7 separate regions of the Mus musculus genome follow, and regions 1, 3, 4, 5, 6 and 7 are each linked to region 2. The links are chromatin contacts, called in public Hi-C, HiChIP or PLAC-seq and promoter capture Hi-C maps. All regions are on one chromosome and are shown on one strand. Each heading gives the region's core, a stretch centred on a gene start, on an enhancer-like site or on the middle of the called end of the contact. The rest is flanking DNA. Distances are from core to core; before and after follow the strand shown. Region 1 overlaps Tmem108 (transmembrane protein 108). Region 2 holds the start of Nphp3 (nephronophthisis 3 (adolescent)). Region 3 overlaps Tmem108 (transmembrane protein 108). Region 4 holds the start of 4932413F04Rik (RIKEN cDNA 4932413F04 gene). Region 5 overlaps Tmem108 (transmembrane protein 108). Region 6 overlaps Tmem108 (transmembrane protein 108). Region 7 overlaps Tmem108 (transmembrane protein 108).

What was found. Promoter capture Hi-C pulls out the DNA fragments that hold promoters and counts their contacts. A called contact is a pair of places that touch in the nucleus more often than the background predicts. HiChIP or PLAC-seq counts read pairs in DNA pulled down with a chosen protein or histone mark.
Region 1: a contact with region 2 is called in a Hi-C map of Th1 cells, with 2.4 times the contacts expected there. The contact joins the enhancer-like site here to the promoter of Nphp3 in region 2. A contact is called at or near these places in 7 of 39 promoter capture datasets (the C10 cell line, HPC-7-derived erythroid cells, embryonic stem cells and 3 more), 2 of 15 datasets of contacts at CTCF or cohesin (large pre-B cells and pro-B cells), 21 of 484 Hi-C or Micro-C datasets (the HL-1 cell line, Th1 cells, Th2 cells and 6 more), 6 of 115 datasets of contacts at active chromatin or transcription factors (embryonic forebrain, embryonic stem cells, kidney and 2 more) and 1 of 9 other capture datasets (embryonic stem cells).
Region 3: a contact with region 2 is called in an H3K27ac HiChIP or PLAC-seq map of heart atrium, with 4 times the contacts expected there. The contact joins the enhancer-like site here to the promoter of Nphp3 in region 2. A contact is called at or near these places in 21 of 39 promoter capture datasets (the 3T3-L1 cell line, 3T3-L1-derived adipocytes, the C10 cell line and 14 more), 2 of 15 datasets of contacts at CTCF or cohesin (large pre-B cells and pro-B cells), 12 of 484 Hi-C or Micro-C datasets (B cells, the C10 cell line, CD8 T cells and 7 more), 15 of 115 datasets of contacts at active chromatin or transcription factors (the NIH/3T3 cell line, acute myeloid leukemia, cardiomyocytes and 12 more) and 1 of 9 other capture datasets (embryonic stem cells).
Region 4: an H3K4me3 HiChIP or PLAC-seq map of stem cell-derived neural progenitor cells shows a contact between it and region 2, with 21 read pairs. The contact joins the promoter of 4932413F04Rik here to the promoter of Nphp3 in region 2. A contact is called at or near these places in 17 of 39 promoter capture datasets (the 3T3-L1 cell line, the C10 cell line, the HPC-7 cell line and 12 more), 5 of 484 Hi-C or Micro-C datasets (the N1E-115 cell line, cortical neurons, embryonic stem cells and 2 more), 11 of 115 datasets of contacts at active chromatin or transcription factors (differentiating embryonic stem cells, embryonic basal ganglia, embryonic forebrain and 6 more) and 1 of 9 other capture datasets (pancreatic islet).
Region 5: a promoter capture Hi-C map of second pharyngeal arch cranial neural crest shows a contact between it and region 2. The contact joins the enhancer-like site here to the promoter of Nphp3 in region 2. A contact is called at or near these places in 9 of 39 promoter capture datasets (the C10 cell line, cranial neural crest, embryonic stem cells and 6 more), 1 of 15 datasets of contacts at CTCF or cohesin (large pre-B cells), 1 of 484 Hi-C or Micro-C datasets (the N1E-115 cell line) and 9 of 115 datasets of contacts at active chromatin or transcription factors (astrocytes, embryonic forebrain, embryonic hindbrain and 6 more).
Region 6: a contact with region 2 is called in an H3K27ac HiChIP or PLAC-seq map of heart atrium, with 6 times the contacts expected there. The contact joins the enhancer-like site here to the promoter of Nphp3 in region 2. A contact is called at or near these places in 18 of 39 promoter capture datasets (the 3T3-L1 cell line, the C10 cell line, the HPC-7 cell line and 11 more), 1 of 15 datasets of contacts at CTCF or cohesin (large pre-B cells), 4 of 484 Hi-C or Micro-C datasets (the HL-1 cell line, the N1E-115 cell line and embryonic stem cells), 21 of 115 datasets of contacts at active chromatin or transcription factors (cardiomyocytes, craniofacial prominence, embryonic basal ganglia and 12 more) and 1 of 9 other capture datasets (embryonic stem cells).
Region 7: an H3K27ac HiChIP or PLAC-seq map of embryonic stem cells shows a contact between it and region 2, with 7 read pairs. The contact joins the enhancer-like site here to the promoter of Nphp3 in region 2. A contact is called at or near these places in 10 of 39 promoter capture datasets (the C10 cell line, the HPC-7 cell line, cranial neural crest and 6 more) and 16 of 115 datasets of contacts at active chromatin or transcription factors (differentiating embryonic stem cells, embryonic basal ganglia, embryonic forebrain and 7 more).

Annotation. Positions count from the first base shown.
Region 1 is chr9:103,708,598-103,711,392 of GRCm38.p6, forward strand. All of the region lies in intron 2 of Tmem108 (transmembrane protein 108), which reads right to left. Among named protein-coding and RNA genes, the nearest start is that of Gm46129, 11 kb to the right of the region's middle. Within about 2 kb of position 1,399, at least 53 of the 459 cell types and tissues checked have an H3K27ac peak or open chromatin away from gene starts, as enhancers often do. A contact at or near this core is called in Th1 cells, Th2 cells and pro-B cells, where this site is marked.
Region 2 is chr9:104,001,284-104,003,983 of GRCm38.p6, forward strand. It overlaps Nphp3 (nephronophthisis 3 (adolescent)), which reads left to right and starts at 1,261. Exons shown (of 27, transcript NM_028721.3): 1 at 1,261-1,878. The coding sequence starts at 1,498. It overlaps Gm33054 (predicted gene, 33054), which reads right to left and starts at 1,076. Exons shown (of 2, transcript NR_168653.1): 1 at 1,019-1,076; 2 at 477-751.
Region 3 is chr9:103,600,682-103,603,381 of GRCm38.p6, forward strand. The region is part of intron 3 of Tmem108 (transmembrane protein 108); the gene reads right to left. It overlaps Gm32682 (a long non-coding RNA gene), which reads left to right. Exons shown (of 2, transcript XR_379792.2): 2 at 1,964-2,166. Among named protein-coding and RNA genes, the nearest start is that of Gm32682, 29 kb to the left of the region's middle. Within about 2 kb of position 1,375, at least 4 of the 459 cell types and tissues checked have an H3K27ac peak or open chromatin away from gene starts, as enhancers often do. A contact at or near this core is called in heart atrium, where this site is marked.
Region 4 is chr9:103,555,828-103,558,586 of GRCm38.p6, forward strand. 4932413F04Rik (RIKEN cDNA 4932413F04 gene) reads left to right here and starts at 1,263. Exons shown (of 3, transcript NR_040764.1): 1 at 1,263-2,759. All of the region lies in intron 3 of Tmem108 (transmembrane protein 108), which reads right to left.
Region 5 is chr9:103,652,780-103,655,511 of GRCm38.p6, forward strand. The region is part of intron 2 of Tmem108 (transmembrane protein 108); the gene reads right to left. Among named protein-coding and RNA genes, the nearest start is that of Gm46129, 67 kb to the right of the region's middle. Within about 2 kb of position 1,467, at least 54 of the 459 cell types and tissues checked have an H3K27ac peak or open chromatin away from gene starts, as enhancers often do. A contact at or near this core is called in the N1E-115 cell line, pre-B cells and second pharyngeal arch cranial neural crest, where this site is marked.
Region 6 is chr9:103,578,486-103,581,185 of GRCm38.p6, forward strand. The region is part of intron 3 of Tmem108 (transmembrane protein 108); the gene reads right to left. The region is part of intron 1 of Gm32682 (a long non-coding RNA gene); the gene reads left to right. Among named protein-coding and RNA genes, the nearest start is that of Gm32682, 6.5 kb to the left of the region's middle. Within about 2 kb of position 1,291, at least 12 of the 459 cell types and tissues checked have an H3K27ac peak or open chromatin away from gene starts, as enhancers often do. A contact at or near this core is called in the N1E-115 cell line and heart atrium, where this site is marked.
Region 7 is chr9:103,523,613-103,526,472 of GRCm38.p6, forward strand. All of the region lies in intron 3 of Tmem108 (transmembrane protein 108), which reads right to left. The region is part of intron 1 of Gm32743 (a long non-coding RNA gene); the gene reads left to right. Among named protein-coding and RNA genes, the nearest start is that of Gm32743, 3.1 kb to the left of the region's middle. Within about 2 kb of position 1,604, at least 27 of the 459 cell types and tissues checked have an H3K27ac peak or open chromatin away from gene starts, as enhancers often do. A contact at or near this core is called in differentiating embryonic stem cells, embryonic stem cells and stem cell-derived neural progenitor cells, where this site is marked.

The DNA of each region.
Region 1 (2,795 bases), core at 149-2,648, 290 kb before region 2:
GTAGTTCTGCCATGTTGCTTTCTTAGTAGGTGTGCCTCTCCTCTCCCCAGCGTGAGAGCTGTCGAGAGTGGCCTCAGTCCCTGCTGCTGCAGCACTGGAATTTGGTTTCCTCCAAGCCTTGGTCTTAGCTCTCACATCTGTACCACAGCTACTCTAGTCCTGACCACAAGACGTCACTGTGAGAACCAGACGAAACCCCGTAAAGGGAAGTACTTCGTACGTTGTGATTCCGTAAACGACTTCGCAGGAAGAACACCTGTTCTCCTGCATGAATGTTTATGAAGCTGTGTGGATGGAGAGCCCAAGCTTTTCAGTCTGGTCTCTGACTACACCGGGTGTATCCTTATGCGTCCTTTGCAAATTCCACATTGGTTTACCCGGCCGGCAGTCACCCCTGAAGGGCAGACTCTTCAGAACACTGAGAATAGACAGTAAAGATTTGACTAATGGAATGCCCAGCCTTCAGAAGCAACTTCACCTTCAACTCCTCCCCAGAGAAAGAACTCCCCTGACGCCCACACTGTCCATGAACAACACACACAGAGAAGGCTGACTTCTTTCTCATGTACCCAAAGCACCTGAAGTTCGTGGCAGAGAAAACAGATTAATATTCTCAAAAGTTCTTAAGTACTAAAAGCCAAAGGCTCTAGTCTAAATGATTTTTTTTTTAAACAAATGCCTGCCTGCCCAGCTTTTTCTTCTACCTAAGAAGAAAACATTTGTTTTCTTAGGTAACTGTGTAAAACAGTTAAAACACTCTGTGTAAAACACAGAGTAACTGTGTAAAAACAGACTTCTTAATGTTTTAATATTTATTTATTGAGTTGGGGTTCACACATGCTATGGTACATGGAGGTCATAGGACAACATCCAAGGCTCAGTTCTCTCTTTCTACCATGTGGGTCTTGGGGATCAAACTTGTGTTGCACCCTTGGCCACAGGTACTACCCACGGAGCCATCTCATTGGCCAATGATGCTAAAATTCAAAACATACACACACACACACACACACACACACTTGTGTGTTCTGTTAAGTCAACTACTTAATACAGATGCAGCTGTAAAGGACCTTTGTAGACAGTTAAAGCTAAGAATGAGTTGATGTTTGAGACAGTAACATTGTCAGGGGTGTGTGTGTCCCAACACCATTATCTGAGTCCTAAAAGCAAAATTACAGATGCATGAAGGGAGGGAATCCAGGAGGCGGCAGCAGGAGGAGAGCGGGTGAGACTAAAAGCATGACAGGAACTTAGCCTACCACTGCAGGCTGGGCAGATGGAGGAGGGAAAGCAATCCAAGGAATGTGGGCAGCTTCGAGAGGAGAATGACCCTGCTGACAGCTGGCAGGAAATGAGAATCTGGGTGTCCCAAACACAAGACACCAGATGCCTCCTGCCCATCTGGTGGATCTGTAAGTATGCCTTCACTTCACCCTAGTGAAATCTGCCCATTTGTACCAAGAAGTATGAATACAGCCATCAGCATAGAATGGGATGTGTGTCTGTGAGTGCAGGCAGGAGTAGGGGGAGAAAGAGAACAAGAGACACAGAAAGAGACAGAGACACAGAGAGAAAGAGAGAGACACTGAGAGAAAGAGAGACAGAGACACAGAGACACTGAGAGAAAGAGAGATAGAGACACGGAGAGAAAGAGACACAGACAAAAGACACAGAGAGAAAGAGACACAGAGAGAAAGAGACACTGAGAGAAAGAGAGACAGAGAGACAGAGACACAGAGAGAAAGAGAGATACACAGAGAGAGACAGAGAGAAAGAGAGACAGAGAGACAGAGACAGATAGACAGACAGACAGAGAGAGACAGAAACACAGACCTACATATTTCTACATCATAAAGAAGCCTCCATTCGAAACAAGGACTGAACTGAAGAACTGGGCAAGTACCGTCTGTCTACACAATGGTTGGTGTATGGCCTTCTGAGATCATCATACCCAGGTGCTGGCCTCATGCGCCCTTTCTTCCTGTCCCCACGTGTTATCAATGCAAATGGCAGCTTCCCAGGTGACCAGAACCTGATTTCTCAGTAAGCCAGGAAGGATCACAGCTACTCATGTGATAATGTTACCTTTTCTACGCTTTTAATCGGGCCACTCCAGCCACCTCAGCCTCAGAACATTAGTCCTGAGCTCCTGACTGGATGATACTCTGCTGTCTCTGCTACTAGATTCTTAGCCTTTTATCTTTTGCTTGCTGTACCGTTAACAAACTCACTCTCTCAAAACCGGTATGACAGCTACCCACGGGTCATTCTCCAGCCATACAGAACAATATTCTAGTTAAGGTAGGCAGATTTACCCCCCACAGTATCAGTGTATGAATGAACTGATAACAATTCAACTGGACTGTTAGCATTACAACACCTGCACAAGGTTGGGCTCTGGGGGGGCGGGGGGGTTCATGAGGCCCCTCCCATTGCTGAAGAAATATAGATAAGTGGTGGATGGGGGAGGGGCTAATTACTTTCCTCAGTGGTACAGTCACTGGTCAGTTGCCCATGCTCCAGTAAATAACCTCCTACCATTGCTCAGGAAAGCAACTCTTATTAAACTCCCACCTTCACAAGTCACGAAAGTAGGAGGTAGACCTGTTGGGAAGGAGAAGGGATCTGGTGAAAGAAGATGGGGGGTGAATAGTGAACATGACTAAAATAAGTAAATAATATATATTTATTATTCCATATATATGAACATATATATGAAATTATCAAAGAATAAAATTAAAAATAAGAGTTGATTACAATTCACTGCCTTTCATTTAAAATAAGTTAATTTAATA
Region 2 (2,700 bases), core at 11-2,510:
CTGCATGGACTGATGCTTAAAATGCTACCAGATTTCTTACAGCTGGGGATGGAGTAAGCAAGCACTGGAATAAGATTATATCCCCCTTGGGTAATGAGGCTCCCGGTAATGAGGATGATGGCAGAGAGAGTGGCTGGCATTCGGAGACTGCCTAAGAAAAGGGCAAGTATAAAGATTACCAGCACCCAGCTCACAACAGTGTTGAGTCAAAGCCACTGCTCACTTTTCTGTCCCCTCTAACCTGGGGTACCAATCTGGGATGGGCAGGAAGATAAGTTAGCAGACCAAGGACAACTTGGAACAGTAGCACGCGTTCCCTTCCTGCAAACCCTGTACTTAACAATTTTCTTCCGTCTAGAATAGGGTCCCTGGCATCCTTATCGCCAGGCGTTATAAAACCTGAGCTTATCAAGGATGGGGGTGGGGGGAGAGAAGGGTCGCGGGGGTGGGGGGGTTCAAGTGGTGATGCTTCGAAGTTCTTTCCTGGCTGGCATTATTTATTACATGTTTCCTGAGAGACACACTAGGCACTGAACTGCCTCCAGAAAAGAGCCCTTTAGTCAGGACCACAGAAACAGTTGCGGCAGAGCGGGGGCAGATGGGTATGTGATCTAGTTCTTGCTCACTGAGACAAAGTTCACGCAGAGGGAGCAGAGCTTGTAGGTTTGGGCCTAGTCTGGAACCTTCCCTTCTGGATGTCCGGATCTCCTGGTACCGCCCAGCTTGCCCAGCTCAGTCCTGCCGCCTGCTCCTGCAAAGCAAGTTCTCAGGGCCGCCAGCTCCGTGATACCCATTCCTCTCCTCCCGAGTCTCATTTCTCTCAACCCTCCCTTGTCCAGCTCCTCTACTGGTCTCATTCAGAAGAGCACGCCCCCGCGTGTCTGGTCACGCCCCCAAAGCCTGGCTCCGCCCCACAGGACTCCTGGCCACTCCCCCTCTCGTTGTCCAGCCAGGACCACCTCTCCGACTCTCTGACTGGTTTTCTCTTTCTTCTGCTGCTGCCTTACGCCCCACTTACCGGGCTACGACCCTAAAATCTGGCCCGACACTCTCTCTGGGCACTGCTCTTCTCAACTGACCACACCTCCTCTCGCTGCTACGTCCCACCCCTCTCTGTTAGCCTTAACATCCCCAGCTTGCTCGGCCACGCCCCGAAAGTATGGCTCCGCCCCTTCTCAAGACGGCCACTCTTCTTCAACACCACGCCCCTCTAGTTGCCACGTTACGCCCTTCTCCCCAATCACCAGGCCCGGCTCACTTACTGCTCCGCTCTTCCCTCCAAACTCCGCCCTCTCCTCTACAGCACCTCGCCCCACCATCTAGGCCCCGCCCTTAAGGCCTGGCCACGCCCCGGCCACCTCCCTGCTCCTGGCCACGCTCCTCTCTGATTTTGGTTTCTCCCTGCGGCGCTCCGCCCCGCTTGACAGGCCCCGCCCTCCTGGTCCCGCCTCCTCCTGGCACCCAGCCGACTCTCAGCCTCAGCCGGCCGCGGGCATCATGGGCACAGCCTCGTCGCTGGTGAGTCCCACTGGCGGGGAGGTGATCGAGGACACGTACGGGGCAGGCGGCGGCGAGGCCTGCGAGATCCCGGTGGAAGTGAAACCCAAGGCCCGCCTGCTGCGCAGCTCGTTCCGCAGGGGCGCGGGAGCCGGGCCCGGGTCGCTGCCTCGCGCGGCAGGGGGCGGCGGGCTGCTGGGCGCCAGCTTCAAGTCCACCGGCTCGTCTGTGCCCGAGCTAGAGTATGCGGCGGCCGAGTTCGAGCGGCTCAAGAAAGAGTATGAGATCTTCCGGGTCAGCAAGAACCAGGAGTTGCTGTCCATGGGCCGCCGAGAGGCCAAGCTGGACACGGAGAACAAGCGGCTGCGGGCGGAGCTGCAGGTAACGCGGGACCGAGAGCGTCGCAAGCGGGAGGCTCTGAGGAAACTGAGACCCGAGCGCACCGCTCAGCCGCTTGGTGGCACCACCATCCTACCCCAGCTACAAACCAAGTTGTTTTCTAAATTGTGCAAAAGCTGCTCCTCCTTTATGTGGAATCATTATTTGAGTGTAAACTAATTTCTTATCAGCATCTTCCCCTGCCCCTTTCAATTTACGGTTCATTCATTAAGACACGTTGAATCAACCCAAGTCCTGAAGTCGAAAAATTTCTCAGAGCAACTACACACAAACTCCTCCCGGTTTTAGGTATCTCCAAAATGGAGTTCTTGGGTTAGTTTTCTTCGCGAAGTTCGGCAGATTCTGGGGTTTAATGATACGATAGGAATTTTTCTGGAAACCTCCTGATTTTATGGTTTTTAACTGTTGTGATTAAAAGTCTTCCCTGAGAGTACTCAAACTCTCTTAGTCCATTTAGTTAATGGACTAAACAGTTACTGCAATGCTATTGTAGGCCTTATAACAGATCGCCTTTGATTCATTCGGATACTAGGTAAAGCAGAACTTCTCGGAGTAAAAATATGGGACTATATGCCGTGGGTTCGGAGCCTCTCTGGTGGTCATTTGTTTATACCTTTCTTTTCTGTGAGAGGGATCTCTGACAGCCCAAGAGCTCCCGGCACATCAGAACTTAAATAAACATCACAGATTTTTTTGTAAAAGAAGGCTCCTTCCTTCTAGTAGGGCATCATTCCCATAAGCTATGAAGCCCTTCAGAATCTGCTGGGCTATTAGCATATTATCTGGGAAGCTGTTCTCACCCTC
Region 3 (2,700 bases), core at 125-2,624, 400 kb before region 2:
GAACATGTATATGGGTGTGTTTTGTGTGTGCATGCAAGTGTGTGGGAGTATGTGTGTGTGTGTACTTGTGAGTGGGCTCATGGAGGCCAGGGGTTAATGCTGAGCATCTTCTATCACTCTCTACCTTGTTTTTGGAGGCAGGGTTTTCTCACTGAACTTGGAGCTCACTGATTATCTAGATTGGCCAGGTAGTAAGCCCAGAGGATCTTCCTGTCTTTACATTGCCAACTCTGGGATTATAATATGGGTCGCCATGCCTGGCTTTTATTCCCTATGGATGCTGGGAGAGTTTCATGTCCTTGAGCTTGAGTGGCAAAGCATTTTACTATCTGAGCTATCTCCTCAGCAGCGCCCCCTGGCAACTACCACTTTTATGACATCTAAATGCCAAATACTTCTGACAAAGATTTAGTATTTAAATTGATGTATGCTGTAAATGTAAACTGTCCATGAAATTCCAAAGGACTGCTATTTGCGTATGTGTGTGTGTGTGTGTGTGTGTGTGTGTGTGTGCATGAGTGTAGCAATATTACTAGCCATTTTTTAGTACTGATCCCATACAGAAATAATATTTTGGATACTCTGGTGTAGAGAATGGATGAAGTCCAGGGTGAATGTGCATTGTTGGCTGTAAACACGACATTGTTGAGGAGCCCAACATCTCAACCTTGTAGGTGTGGCAAAGCCTTTCCCAGGGGAAGCTCAGAGGGACTACGATGGCTTACTGTGGTTCTAGAGCTGACAGTATGTGCACAAAATGTCCACAATACCTTTCTCACTTTTTCCTCCTAGATGTTTAAGGCCCGAAGACTCCTCCCCTATAAAGAGTGTCTCTACCAAGATTAGCTAAACCTTCTTCAGCCGTATATAATAACCCCATCCTCTTAGTTATCTGTATGCAACCCAGCTCCCTTCAGCTGTAAACAATAACTCTACTTCCCATTCACCTACATGTAACAAACACACTGAGCTTCCTGGGTGCTATGGCTTCTCCATCAGACCCGATCCCTTTTTGTGTGTCTGTCCATATGTCCACCTACTCTTCTTTTCCTTGTTGCTGTAGTTCTGGGACCCACATGGGGACATAGCACATCATAGTAAACAGAATGTGCTATCTGAATTGGCTCTACTCATTTCTTTTCATTTATTTATGTTTTCAAATTTAGCTACTGGAAAAAAATTTAAATGAGCCATGTGGCTCATGTTGAATGTCTGTGAATACATGTGATATGATCATGACTGTGGGTCTCTCTGACCATCCAATAGCCTGCTCACTGCTCCTCTGTCTAGTTCATCTCACTACTAATGCCACTGTCCCAGGAGAGGGGTAGAGGGGACACTCAAGTACCAGGCATTCTTGTAGGCTGAAAATAGCATGTGCTAACTTTTAGCTGACAGTCCAGAGGGACATGTGAGTGATAAGCAGATGCAGTCAAGAGAGGCATCAGATAACTGCGTGTCATAGAGAACTTGAGGGAAATGTGACAGAGAGACTAGATGGTAGCATGGTGGATTGTGGGGCTAGAGTCTCAACAGCGGGGGACAGAAATGCCAGGCTGGATGAATGACTGGCTCCAAAAGCGCCACGCAGAGCACAGGATAAAGTGCTAGTTAAAGGAAAGAAAGCCAGTATGACTGAGCACCAGCCAGGTGTGGGACGACAGAACTCCCAGCATGCACTTTGCCACCGAGGCACTTAAACTTCCTCCCTCACATCAGTCAGGCTGGGGACATAGCCACTCTTATCAGGATGGACACGGTATCTTTAATTGCTAAATGGAGTAGCCTTTACTAGAGGGTCTTCCTTTCGGCTGTGAGCGCATATGAGTTCCATCTAAGCTACAGAATAAAGCTCCTTCCAGAAGATGAAAGAAAAGGGCCCCACGCTGGCCACTAATGTCTGTTGAGATTTAACAACATCATCTCCTAACACTCTCCTTTCTTCTGTCCTTTGCTTTTGCAGAAGCAAATGACCTGACAGCCATCCGACTCAGTGTCACGGAGCTTCGCAGCTATCTTCTCCTCATTGAATACATAAGCATGTGTGCCCATCACTCCTTCCTCATGAGAACATCTGTATGGCTATTTATTTCCTTCTTCCTTTATAGGTAACCATGACTTGCCTTAGAAATCTATAAACGACTTTCTAGTTTTCATAGCTCATGATTTAAAATTTTATCACATTTATTGTGTGTGTGTGCGTGTGCGTGTGTGTGTGCACGTGTGTGCGTGTGTGTGTGTGTGTGTGCGCGTGTGTGTGTGTGTGCGTGTGTGTGTGTGTGCCTGTGTGCGTGTGCGTGTGCGTGTGTGTGTGCCTGTGTGCGTGTGCGTGTGCGTGTGTGTGTGTGCGTGTGTGTGCGTGTGTAAGCCTGTTATACACACGGAGGTTAGAGGACTTCTGAGAGTGTGTTCTCTCCTACCATACATGTCCCAGGAACAGAACTCAGGTCGTCAAGCTTGGCAGCAAACACCTTTACCATCTCACTGGCTCTAGAACCTTATAAAGTTTCGGTTGACTGGGGAGAAATTTGGATTCTAAGATTGGTGATGATTCCAAATACCTGCCTGCCACATGCAAGGCCTTTGGTTCAACCCCCAGCCCTACAAATAATAATAAAGAAAATCATGACTAATAGATAAGTGTATAGCTCCGAGGAAGACACTTGCCTGGCGTGTGCAAGTTCCTGTGTTCAATCCCCA
Region 4 (2,759 bases), core at 13-2,512, 450 kb before region 2:
AGCTGATAGATATCTCTAGGGGATGGACCACCATCTTGGGGGCTCACTCTTGCTCTTCTCCCTCCCACTGAAAGAGGAGGCTGGCACTTCAGTCACTCAGACACAAGCATTTAGATCCTGTGGCCATCGTCACCCTGAACACACCCTTTGGGGTTGCCGCCTCTGGACTCTCAGCTTAACTGGCCACTAATGGCTCTAAGTCGCTGGCTGCCTTACCCCACCAGCTCCTGACACAAGGTTTGCCCTGGCATTAGCCATGTGCCTCCTCTAAACCCCTTTTCTCATGAGGACTGGATCAGCACAAGGCTCGTGAAGTGAAAACACCAGGTTATTCCTTTTCAATAGTGTTCTTTTTGGCAACCTAGCGACCTGGTATTAATATCTTAATATTTATATAATACTTCCTGGTGTGCCCAGCTACTTGGTATCTTACATTCTGGAGGCCCACACACCGGGAAACACGATGATTCCTTTATGCACAAATATAATTCCTCCGAGGGCTGTAAGCACCCTGCCTCTTGTGTATAATTCCTAATTAAAGGACACAATGCTTATTTTACATTTAATGAACTCAGCGAAGCAAGGGCTTTGGGGGAAGAGGCTCTGCCATTTAAATCCTGACCCAACCACTTTGCTCGCTTTAATGTATTTTTTACTATAGCTTTAGTTTGTTTTTTTAAAAGTACCTTTAACATTTTAACATTTTCTTTGAAACATAAAACAATAACTAAGAGAAAAAGCAAGAAAAAGGGGAATTTTGTTAATGTTTGAAACGAAACTTATATGTGAACAAACCCATTAGCCATTCTAAGAAGAGCAAGGATGAGGAGAAGCTGAGAATTTGGGGAACGGGCCAACTTGGACAAGAAAGAGTCCTTTTGCAGTCCTTTAATTCCAACTTTTTCTAGATCTTTGATTTTACTTCAGGAGATTCCACTGTACACAGTATGCTGACTTCTGTTGACTGTGTGGTGTTTTTACCCAGGGAGCCTTGGTGAACCCGCCCCATATGGCTTTACTCTCAGCTGCAGATCTGATGTGCTGGCCTGTCATGGCTTTGTCCTGGTTCAACGGATGAGGCAAGGTGTGTGTAACCCAGCTGTCCAGCAGCCTGTGGTAACCCTGCTTCTCTACATGGGGCAGGGGGACTTGTAAGTAGTGACTGGAATGTCCACGAGCCAAGGCTCAGTTATGCAAGAGAATGTTTTAGGGGCAAATGACAGCTCACTTCCGCTCTCTACCTGAAAAGGGAAGGGGGGGGGGAACTTTCTAGATCACAGGTAAACCGACGCTGACATCGAGCATGGTAGCGCACAGAAATCTTTCAGGATATCACTTCATTTTACGCTTACTGCCTTTCAGGTTGACCCAAGAGTTATCTACATCTTTGGGTACAAATAAGGAAACTCGGAGCCAAGCAGCTACCTAACTGGCCGTTGGTCACGTGACGGAACAGCGGCGTTAGAATTTAGACCAGGCACTGCTCAGGGCACACCCATCTGAAGCCGTGTTGCTCTCCTCCTGCCTGCCTGATTCTGCGCACAGGCTCTAGGCCATCAGACTCTAAGTTTTACTGATGACGAGAAAAGCAATATGACAGGGCTGCATTAGCTAAATGGAACCGTCCTCCCCTCCTTCCCTCCCATCTCCCCTTCTGCTGCTGCCCAAGAATCAGACATAGCCGGATTGGACTGGATTAGAAGCACAGACTATGGTCTTCTCATCAACCCAAACTAGCTCAATTGTGAATCAGCTCGATTGTGAATCAGCCGCCTCTGTTAAGGACAACGGGCTCACTGGTCACGTCCAGAACATCACTGTCTTTGTAGTGGCCATTTAATAGATTAAAACATTGTTTTAATTAGTCTCTATCAATGACATTAGAAGTTTACAAAATAAGGCAAACAATAAAAATACCTCTCCTTGTTCCTTGGGAATGAAATTGCTTCTATCCTTCTACAGATAAGAGAATCATTGCAGGAAGGCAATCTCCCATCTCCACAAACAATCTTTAGAGCGGTATTTAAATCAAATTGCCTGGAAATAATCATATTTGAAGGAAGTAGAGAAAACTTCTTGAGGTAAGTCATCTCGGGGGCTATGTCTGCGACATACAGCCATGGATTTTTGTGTCTTAGAGTCTTCCTTGGCTTTAATTTGCTATTTTTTAAAAAAGCAAAGTAACTAATACAAAAATGGCTCAGTTTTTTTTTTTATAATGACATTCCTATGAGACATTGAAAGAATTGTAGATTAATGTTGCCATCCACTCTCAACAGCTCTGAGGAACATTTTTATTGGACAATAAAGCTTTCTTCCTTGTGTTCTATATGATTCCTTTTTTTCCCTGTCAGAAGATACTACTGTTTGTATAAAAAGGAGAAATACAAATGCTTATTATCCAGCAAAGCAATTCTAGTAAATTAAATTCGTTCAATTCACATAAGGCACAGAGGACCAAACACTTCGGGGAGTGGGAAGTTAATATTCAAACACAATGCATTTGAGACCTTTTGCATACTGCTCAGGTCTATCTTTGGCAAAAGATGGCAGTCTTCCAGCCTGCAGATTCTCTCCCAGTGTGTGGAATCTGATTGCCACATCACCAGCTGTCGTTGGAAGTGGTTCTAAAATTCACATAGACCGTCTTGTAGCTTTTCTCCTAGAGTCTGAGCTGACAGTCCCCGCTTCTAATCTGAAGCAGACCAGATATTGCTAACAAGACTAGTCTTCAGTAACACAAAAACTCCTCTACAAAA
Region 5 (2,732 bases), core at 217-2,716, 350 kb before region 2:
TCTAAAGCATCCATAGATGGGTGAGAGGATAAGGCAAACCTCTGGCCATTTATAGGAATGGACTCAGGCGGTTTGCAGTACACATACAGAATGGTCATCAAGTAAAACAATTCAGATGCATAAAGACAAACACCTCAGGTTGTCACGGAAACGAAAACATTGAGCTCCTATTAGTTCGGGGGTGAAAAGCGGTCCCTGGTAACCGGAGGGAAGGATGTGGAGATGAAGGGGGAAATACAAGTAGGTGGAAGGAGTTACGCCTGGGTTTCTGTGGCACTTTAGGGACACCACAGGCTACAGCAGACACTTGTATAATAACTGCACGTGCATGAGTACTCCTGGCATAGAGAACTGATTAGCGTTTGAGGACGTGGAAATACTAACTACCCCAATTTGGCCATTGCTCACCACTTACATGCGCAGCAATTCCTCCGGATCCCCTAGAGGTGTGCAGACGGACGGCATGTCTCACTTTTACAGTTCATTTCTCCCACCTCCACCCCCAATCCACATCCTGAATGAAGTCGTGAGATACAGTAAAATGTAACTGATCTTCATTAGGAACATGGGTGAGGGGCAGTATGGGCTTCAGTTCTTGATTATGAAGGGGTCAGATTAATCGTGTCCCCCAAGTAGAGATAGATAATGACTTTGTCAAAAAGTAATCCCTCAACTTAGAAACAACACTGGCATCTCTGGGGGCCATAGGAATATATATGAACCTATATGATTTCTTATCATACCTTGAAGATACTGCTCTTCTTCCATTCAAAAAAGTAGCAGTTAAGCAGAATTGGATATTTTCAAAGGCTCTCGTCACTGAAGAAGTAAAATGATGCTTACAGCTTACGTGATATCAATAGTTACAAGCTCAAGATGAAGCTTCTGAATTCTGGTATTTCTAAATAGCGGCTACACTTTAAACTTAATATAGCGATGACTTGAAATTTTGACAATGCACGTTGCTAGGTTTGGCCTAACTGTGTTTTCAATTACCTGTGGCCTTCTCTCTACTCAGAGCTCAGATAACTAGCAGCTGGCAAATCCCGGGTCTGTGGCAGGGCTCCACAGGCAGCATCTTAGATAATTTCCTCCTTAGCACAACTGGAATGGTAGCCTAAAATATTTTGAGTGTCTTTGGGCATTTTTTCCTTTTCTTTTCAGTGCAGCCTTGTCCTGTGTCACATGGGAGAGAGGCATAAGTGTTTTCACAGTCACATAAGCTGAGCTTTAAAATGCTTAATTTGGGGGAGGGGGGAGGAGGAATAAAAATCTTCCCAGGAAGCACACATTACTGTTCTTTACAACCGGATGGAAAATAACACTGTCATCTCCTACCATAAAAATATAAGGAAACACATAAAAACAAAAATGTTGTGGAATAGGAGGTAGCGCTCTTGGTTTCTCTCTACACTGTTTACATCAGAGCGGTACTGACATAATGAATGCACCATTAATGAACCCAGGCAAATAAAGACATTAAGATCGGCTCCTGCCCTTGTTTCCGGTGCATCTGCACGGAGAGGGCCTGTCGTTACTCAACCAGCTAATCACGGGCTTTTGTTCCCATCTCTGTGGTTTTGCTCATTGGGGCTAATCTACACAGCCATCTGGAATTTGATAGATAATTGCCTTTTGCAGGTCCCAGGGGCTTAAATGACACGTGAGGAAACTGAACCAGACATACTCTTCCCAGGTAGAGCAACAGCTGGAGACCACGTGGAGGGGGTGGGAGTGGGGGTTGGGGTGGGGGTGGGGAGGATGCAGATTGTCAACTGCAACACAGGCTCTGTTCCTTGTAAGAAGCTACAATGTATAGATGGTGATTCAGACAATGCTCTTTAGCCTGCCTGACTCTAGGATCAGTTTCTGCCCTCCTTAGCAGCCTCATCTTCTCCCAGACCAACCAAATTAGCATCTCCAGGAGCAAGGCTCAGAAACTCCGACCATTCACAGCCCGGAGATGCCGCAGGTTCACAGTACAGGAAATTGGGGACAAAAGAATAAATATCACTGGCCCTTTTCCTATGGAGATAATATTTTAAGGCTTCATTTATATTTGTGTTGCTTTGCAGAGTAAAAAAAAAAAAAAGAAAGAAAGAAAGAAAAAAATACATGCTTATTGCAGGAAGCTTAGGAAACACAGACCACCATCATCCAACAATAACATGGTTGGAATTGGGTGTGAACTCACAGATGGCTTCTTCCCCAAAGCAAGACACATAGGAGAGTCTACAAAGGAGATTCTATTGGGACAGTGCCTTCTTGATTGTCTATAAACTTCCCCACGGTGCTTTTCTCTCTCTCTCTCTCTCTCTCTCTCTCTCTCTCTCTCTCTCTCTCTCTCTCTCTGTCTCTCGTACACACATGTGAATGTATGTATCTGAGTGTGGAGGCCAGAGTAGGTGTCATTCCTCAGCAACTGTCTACCTTGTTTTTTGAGACAGGGTCTCTCATTGGCCCAGATTTTGAAGATTAGACTAGACTGGCCAGTGAGTCCCAGGGACCTTCTTGTCTGTCTCCCCAGGGCAGAGAATACAAGCTCATACCACTATGCCCAGCTTCATCCCATGGGCCCTGGGAACTGAATTCAGACCCTCTGGTTTGCCAGGCGAACACTTTATCGGCTAAGACGTCTTCCCAGCCCTGTGAAGTATCTTTAGAGTAAACGACTATAAAATGCCCTCAGCTACTTGGAGTCATTTAATATTTAGTGCTTCAAAGTCCAGGCT
Region 6 (2,700 bases), core at 41-2,540, 420 kb before region 2:
ATTCAGGTCCACAGAAATGAGATTTGGTTTAGCACCATTGGGATTCTGCACACCTGTGAGCTCCCAGACAATGCCAGAGTTACTGTCTGAGAACCGCCCTGAGCAGCCATGGTCTGTGTTTGTACGACCAGCTTGAGGTAGGCTCACATCACCTGCTGGACATTCAGCTTCCGTTTCCAAGCCCGATCCCTATCCTGCCCAGATCTGCCACTACAGATTCCCTTCCTACTGCTGCAATGGCCCCATACGCATAGCTGAAGCCCAAGATCCCACACTCGGACACTAGGTTCCATCACAACTGGGCTCTGCAACTGCCCAGATTCCTCTGCCCACTTTAAACTTTATATCCTTGTGTGGTACCCAGCTTCCATGTCTCCTTAACAATCTGTGTTCCTCTTCCGTTTATAGTCCCCCTCCTCTACTGAAAAGGGCTGATTGATGTAGCTAGTAGATTCTGTAGAACTCGTAAACGAGGTGATACGATATATGGGCTTTCTTTCACATTGCTACCTCCTGGATCATAGACTCTACGGGAAGCCAGTTGTCATGTGGGTGTGCCTAGGAAGAGACCACCAAGGTATGGAACCAAGGCCTCCTGCCAATGGCCAGGCCAATGAGATATTCTAGAAGTAGACCCTCTAGCTGGTATCAAGCCTTCTGGGAATGGCAGGCATTACTGACACCTCAACTGCTGCTGTGTGTGAGATGTTGAATTAGGGCCATCAGGCTAAGGCGTCCCTGAGTTCCTGACCCTTGAGGGAGTAGGATGTATAGTGCCTTAAGGCGCTTAGTTTTGGGGTGCTTTGTTATACAGCAACAATGGGCCTGCCTTGTACACAGAGCCTGGTCACAGTGTTGACTGCTAGGATGTACAGTCCTATTCATTATCCTTCTAGAATCTGCCTTCCATTCAATTTCCCTGGGGAGCCTTTAATGGCCTCCACTCTCAAAGTCTGGCCACATGCCACTTCCACAGGTTGCCGCCCTGTGCTGCCCACACTCCTGTCCCCCTGTTTATTATAATATCTAGTGCCGATTGGTCCACCAGGCTCTGTGCTCTCCACAGGTGGGAGGGAGAGCTGCTTGGCATCCTCCCACCAGTCATGGTACCTAGGGCACAGCAGGTGTCACTGTGTGCCGGATGAAGGAATGAATGAAGGCAGCTGCTCTGGGATCATGGAGTGCAGCAACCTGTCCTGTATCCTGGATGCTTTGGAAAGACCTGCTGCTGCCTGCTCAACCCACCAACTCATCCAGGTTGGCCAGAGCCCAGGGCCTTTCCCAGCCTCATGTCTAGTTTTTGTTTATAGCACTCACTTCTAAACTCACTCCAGGGCCTCTTAGTCAGGACAGCACTGCAGAATAATCTCTTGTGGACGTTTAAAAATATCCTGCTCACAAGATCAGCCCCATCTCATGCATGGGCTCGCACACACGTGATGACGAGGTTGCCTGAGAGAGAGAGAACATCATACCAGAAAATCTAGGCTCGGGGAATGACTGTAATGAATATTTATTAGCACGTCCTTGGAGTTAAGGTAAAACATATCTGAACAGACTGTGTTCCTTCTATACGAGAGTGCACACATAACGATTAGTAATGATCATGCTTTTTTCCCTCCTAGTCCTGAGTTTTAAGAGGCTTGTATTTTATAGGTGTTTATAGAAAGACAACAAACGATATAATGATTTATATCTTTCATGCTTTTTTTTTTGAAAGTGCAGATATATTTCACATGCAGCTACTTCTAAAAACAGCTAAGGGGCTGGGGAGATGGCTCAGTGGCTAAGAGCCTTTGCTGCTCTCAAAGGACTTCAGCTCCGTGCCGAACACCTATATCAGGTGGCTCACAACCTCCTGTAACTCCAGCTCCATGCGACCTGATGCCCTCTTCTGGCCTCTGGGGTCACCAGCATGCATGTGTACATACACAGACAGACAGACAGACAGACAACAGATAAATAGACAGACAGTCAGAGATAGCCTTTCTCTTCCTCTCCCCTCTTCTTCCCCTCCTCCCTCCCTCAATCTGAAGCACAAACCACAGTGCTAAATCTTAAGCGAGATCTCTGGGACATACCTATAATCCTAGCATTTAGGAAGGACCAAGAGTTCAAGGCCTGTCCGAGCTCCATGGCTAGACCCTATCTCACAGACACCCACGGTATTAATTCTAGCCTGGAGAAGGTGTTCCTATGACAAGCTCAGTGATCCAGTGTGCAGTCTCCCTGTCATCTGCCCTATAGACAATCAGGAGGGCAAGCAGCACAGATGGTCCATTGCCAGGCTCTCTTCAGAAGCTCCTCCTCAGATGCCTCCCTACCCAGACTCTTACTTGGCAGCCTACATCTGAGGTACTCTTGGCCGAACCTCTCTGCTTGCCAAGGACAGCAGACAGAGATGGGAAGAGAGAGGTATGCTGTAAATGAGAGACCACTGTGTCGCAGTGGTTCTTGTAGACAGGACTCTGAATCCCTGCACTGTAGCCTCAGCCCGTGGAATAACACTTGAGTCTCATGCACCAGCGAGTGCCGCTGCCACCACCCCCAGTCCCCGGACATGGACACGCTGTCTGTCAGCCACAGCGGGGAGTTCAAGGACAATTTTCATTTATTTGTTTGAGATATGGTCTCACTCTGTGGTCCTCAAACTCTTTACCTTAAACTTTTTGTAGTCCTAATTAGGTAATTGCATGTGTC
Region 7 (2,860 bases), core at 354-2,853, 480 kb before region 2:
CTTGATCTGACCGAATCTGGCAGTGAATTAGGTCTCCTCATCTAACTGGCAGGTGTGGCAGGTGATAGATGGAACAGGTTTTTTTTTTTTTTTTTTTTTTTTTTTTTTTTTTTTTTTAACGATCTAGCTTAGCTCCTTGGTTTAAGCAGCTGTATTTTATCAAATCGATGTACTATTGTTTTATGTAACAGCAAGAGAGGGGAAAATTCCTGCTGATTAAATATGACACAATGCTTTCTTACACTTACAAGCATTATTCTCCATTTATGAAAGAGCTCCTTTTGGCTTGTCTAGACAGTTTCATCACCCCCCCTCCCCTCCTGTTATAGCGCATGGCGGGTAACTGCCAATCCTCTCCCAAGCATCTTAGGAACAGAAGACAGCCCCTGCTCAGCTGTTTTGACAGTGTCTTCTCTCCTCTGCCATCACATGGAACTTGGTGGTTCCTCTGAAATACGGAGTGGAAAGAATGCTTTTTTTTTTGAGCATTTTCTCCTCAAAACCTCACACTCCCGTCCTGCCACTCTGCTTGAAGCCCCTCTGCTCCAAGTCCCTTGGAACACACACTGTGCTGAGTCACAGGTCTTTGTGCAGACTTCAGACACAAGAGCAGAGGAGATGGCTCAGTCTGCCCAGTGCCCTCTGTGGATCCCTAACGTCCACACACTTTGGATCTGGAGTGTGCAGGAGGCATGCCTGTAATCCCAGAGCTGGGAAGATGGAGACAGGGAAAGCAATAGAGGAAGACACTAGATGTTGGCTTCTAGTCATGCTCGCTCTCTCTCTTTCTCACTCAAGCACACACACCTTCACACCATTAAACATAGTTCCTCAATTGAAGCACTGGAAAGATACCAATAGTTACTATTGGTATGTACTCACACTAAGTCACAAGTGTGGTCTGGCCCAGAGGGACCACAACAGGCAGCCTGGGCTTCAGAGACATTAAACTTACGTAGCAACACGAACTGGGATGAACATATGTCTTTAATTAACAAGGTCCTAATTTTGAACTTTAGGGGTTTAAGGGGAGACAAAACCAAAGCCTTTAAATAAACAGCAGCATCACTTTAACACGGCCATCCCTGAACACTCCAGGGTGACATCCAGACCCTTCCGGCCATGGCTGTGTCCTGGAGTGAGCAGCTCTGACCACTGGGTTCCTGCAGGCGCTCACACACAAAGCAGGAGAGCAGAGCGCCTGCCTCCTCCCTTCCCATGAGCCCAAGAAGGATCTTGGTTTGCATAATGAATTATTCATCAGGAGTGTGAGGTGCTGATCATTTTGAAGTAAGAAAATCAAAACTAAACCATAACTAGTTTTTGAAAAGCATGTGCTTAGCACATATGCCGAATGAACATGTAAAGGAAAAAGCCAAATTAGAAATTTATATCTCTGTTTAAAAAAAAAAAAAAAGATTCTATGACATTTAAAGTAAAATCTGACAGGCTCCTGCCACCAGCCGGGGAGGCTGCCTGGCTTCTTAAGCCACTCTCTGAGCTGGGATCGTGCCAGGATTTGCTTGGCAAGGTGTGGGGGAGGGGTCTAGGGAGGGCGTGCCAGAGGGGCGGCACCATGCTATCCACAGAGCTTCATCTCTAAGTCAGGGGTTTCAGAGGTCAATTCCAGGTCGGAGGCTAATGTTCTGTGCCTGGCCCTTCTGGCCCCAGCCTCTGTTCATTCTCTCTCATACTGGCTCCCAGAGGCACGGCTAGACTCGAACAAACACACATACAGGCCTTCATGCTTCTGCTCCATTCAGCTTACTGTACTAGATGAGAGTCCGGGCACAGCTAGAGGTGGGGCTGAGCTGTGTGACCCTCCGGATGCTGGCTTACTCTACTGTGCCCCTGAAACACAGCTGGAGTCTTTCAGATATCTGACCACGTGTGACAGAGCTACACATCAGTGTGAGGCCCTAGCTGTACACATCTGGGCATCCTACTGGCCGAGTTTCACTGGCATATGGTCTGTATGGTAGCCGCCATGTTTTTACTGTAGACATGGATGTATGCCTTTCCCCTCACCTCCCACATGGTTTCCAAAATACTGCAGGGTGATGTCCATCAAAAGGGGCAACTAAATAGTAGGTCTTGTGACAAAAACATCAAGATCGAGATTTCCCTGAGGAAAGAGACCAAAGGTCAACAAAAGCAGAAAAAGGCAAATACAGTGGGCAGGATCGAGTGGTCTCATTGCTAAGCAACCTTACCTAAGGACATAGCTAGCGCACTGATGCTTCCCGAATGTCAGGAGAGAGCCAGCGCCTCCGTGTGAAGGGAAGTTTGGGCAAGCAGGCTCTCTGATTAGACAATCACAGCCCTGTTTTCTTTCTCTGAAAAGGAGTGACTGAAGAAAGAGGCTGAGGAAGGCTCTTGCCCAGCTCCTAACTTGCCTCTCTGTCTGCAAGTTTAATGAATGAGTCTCCACACTCTCCCCATCTCTCTCCCAATTCAGATCTCACGCCCCAAGCTTCCTCTGTCAGCCCGGAAAGCACGAGGTGACAGGGTTGGCTCAGATTGCATAGCTGCTCTATGTTTGATTAAAGTCTGTGATGATTATGTTGTAAACGTGACAGGATCTAGAGTCATCTAGTAGACAAACCTCTGACAGACCTTGCATGTGTGTGAGGGAGTTCTGAGACCGAGCTAAGTGAATGGGAAGACCCACTCTGACTGTGGGGTTGCACCCTGGGCAGATGGGAAAGGAAGAAGTGGGTTGACTATCAGCATTCATCGTTCTCTGTCCCTGATGGGGTCTAACGTCACCAGCTGCCTAATGATCCCACTGCTACAACTTTCCACGATGATGGATGGCACTGAGTCAACCATGTCTTCCTTAGCTTATTCTGCTATGTAT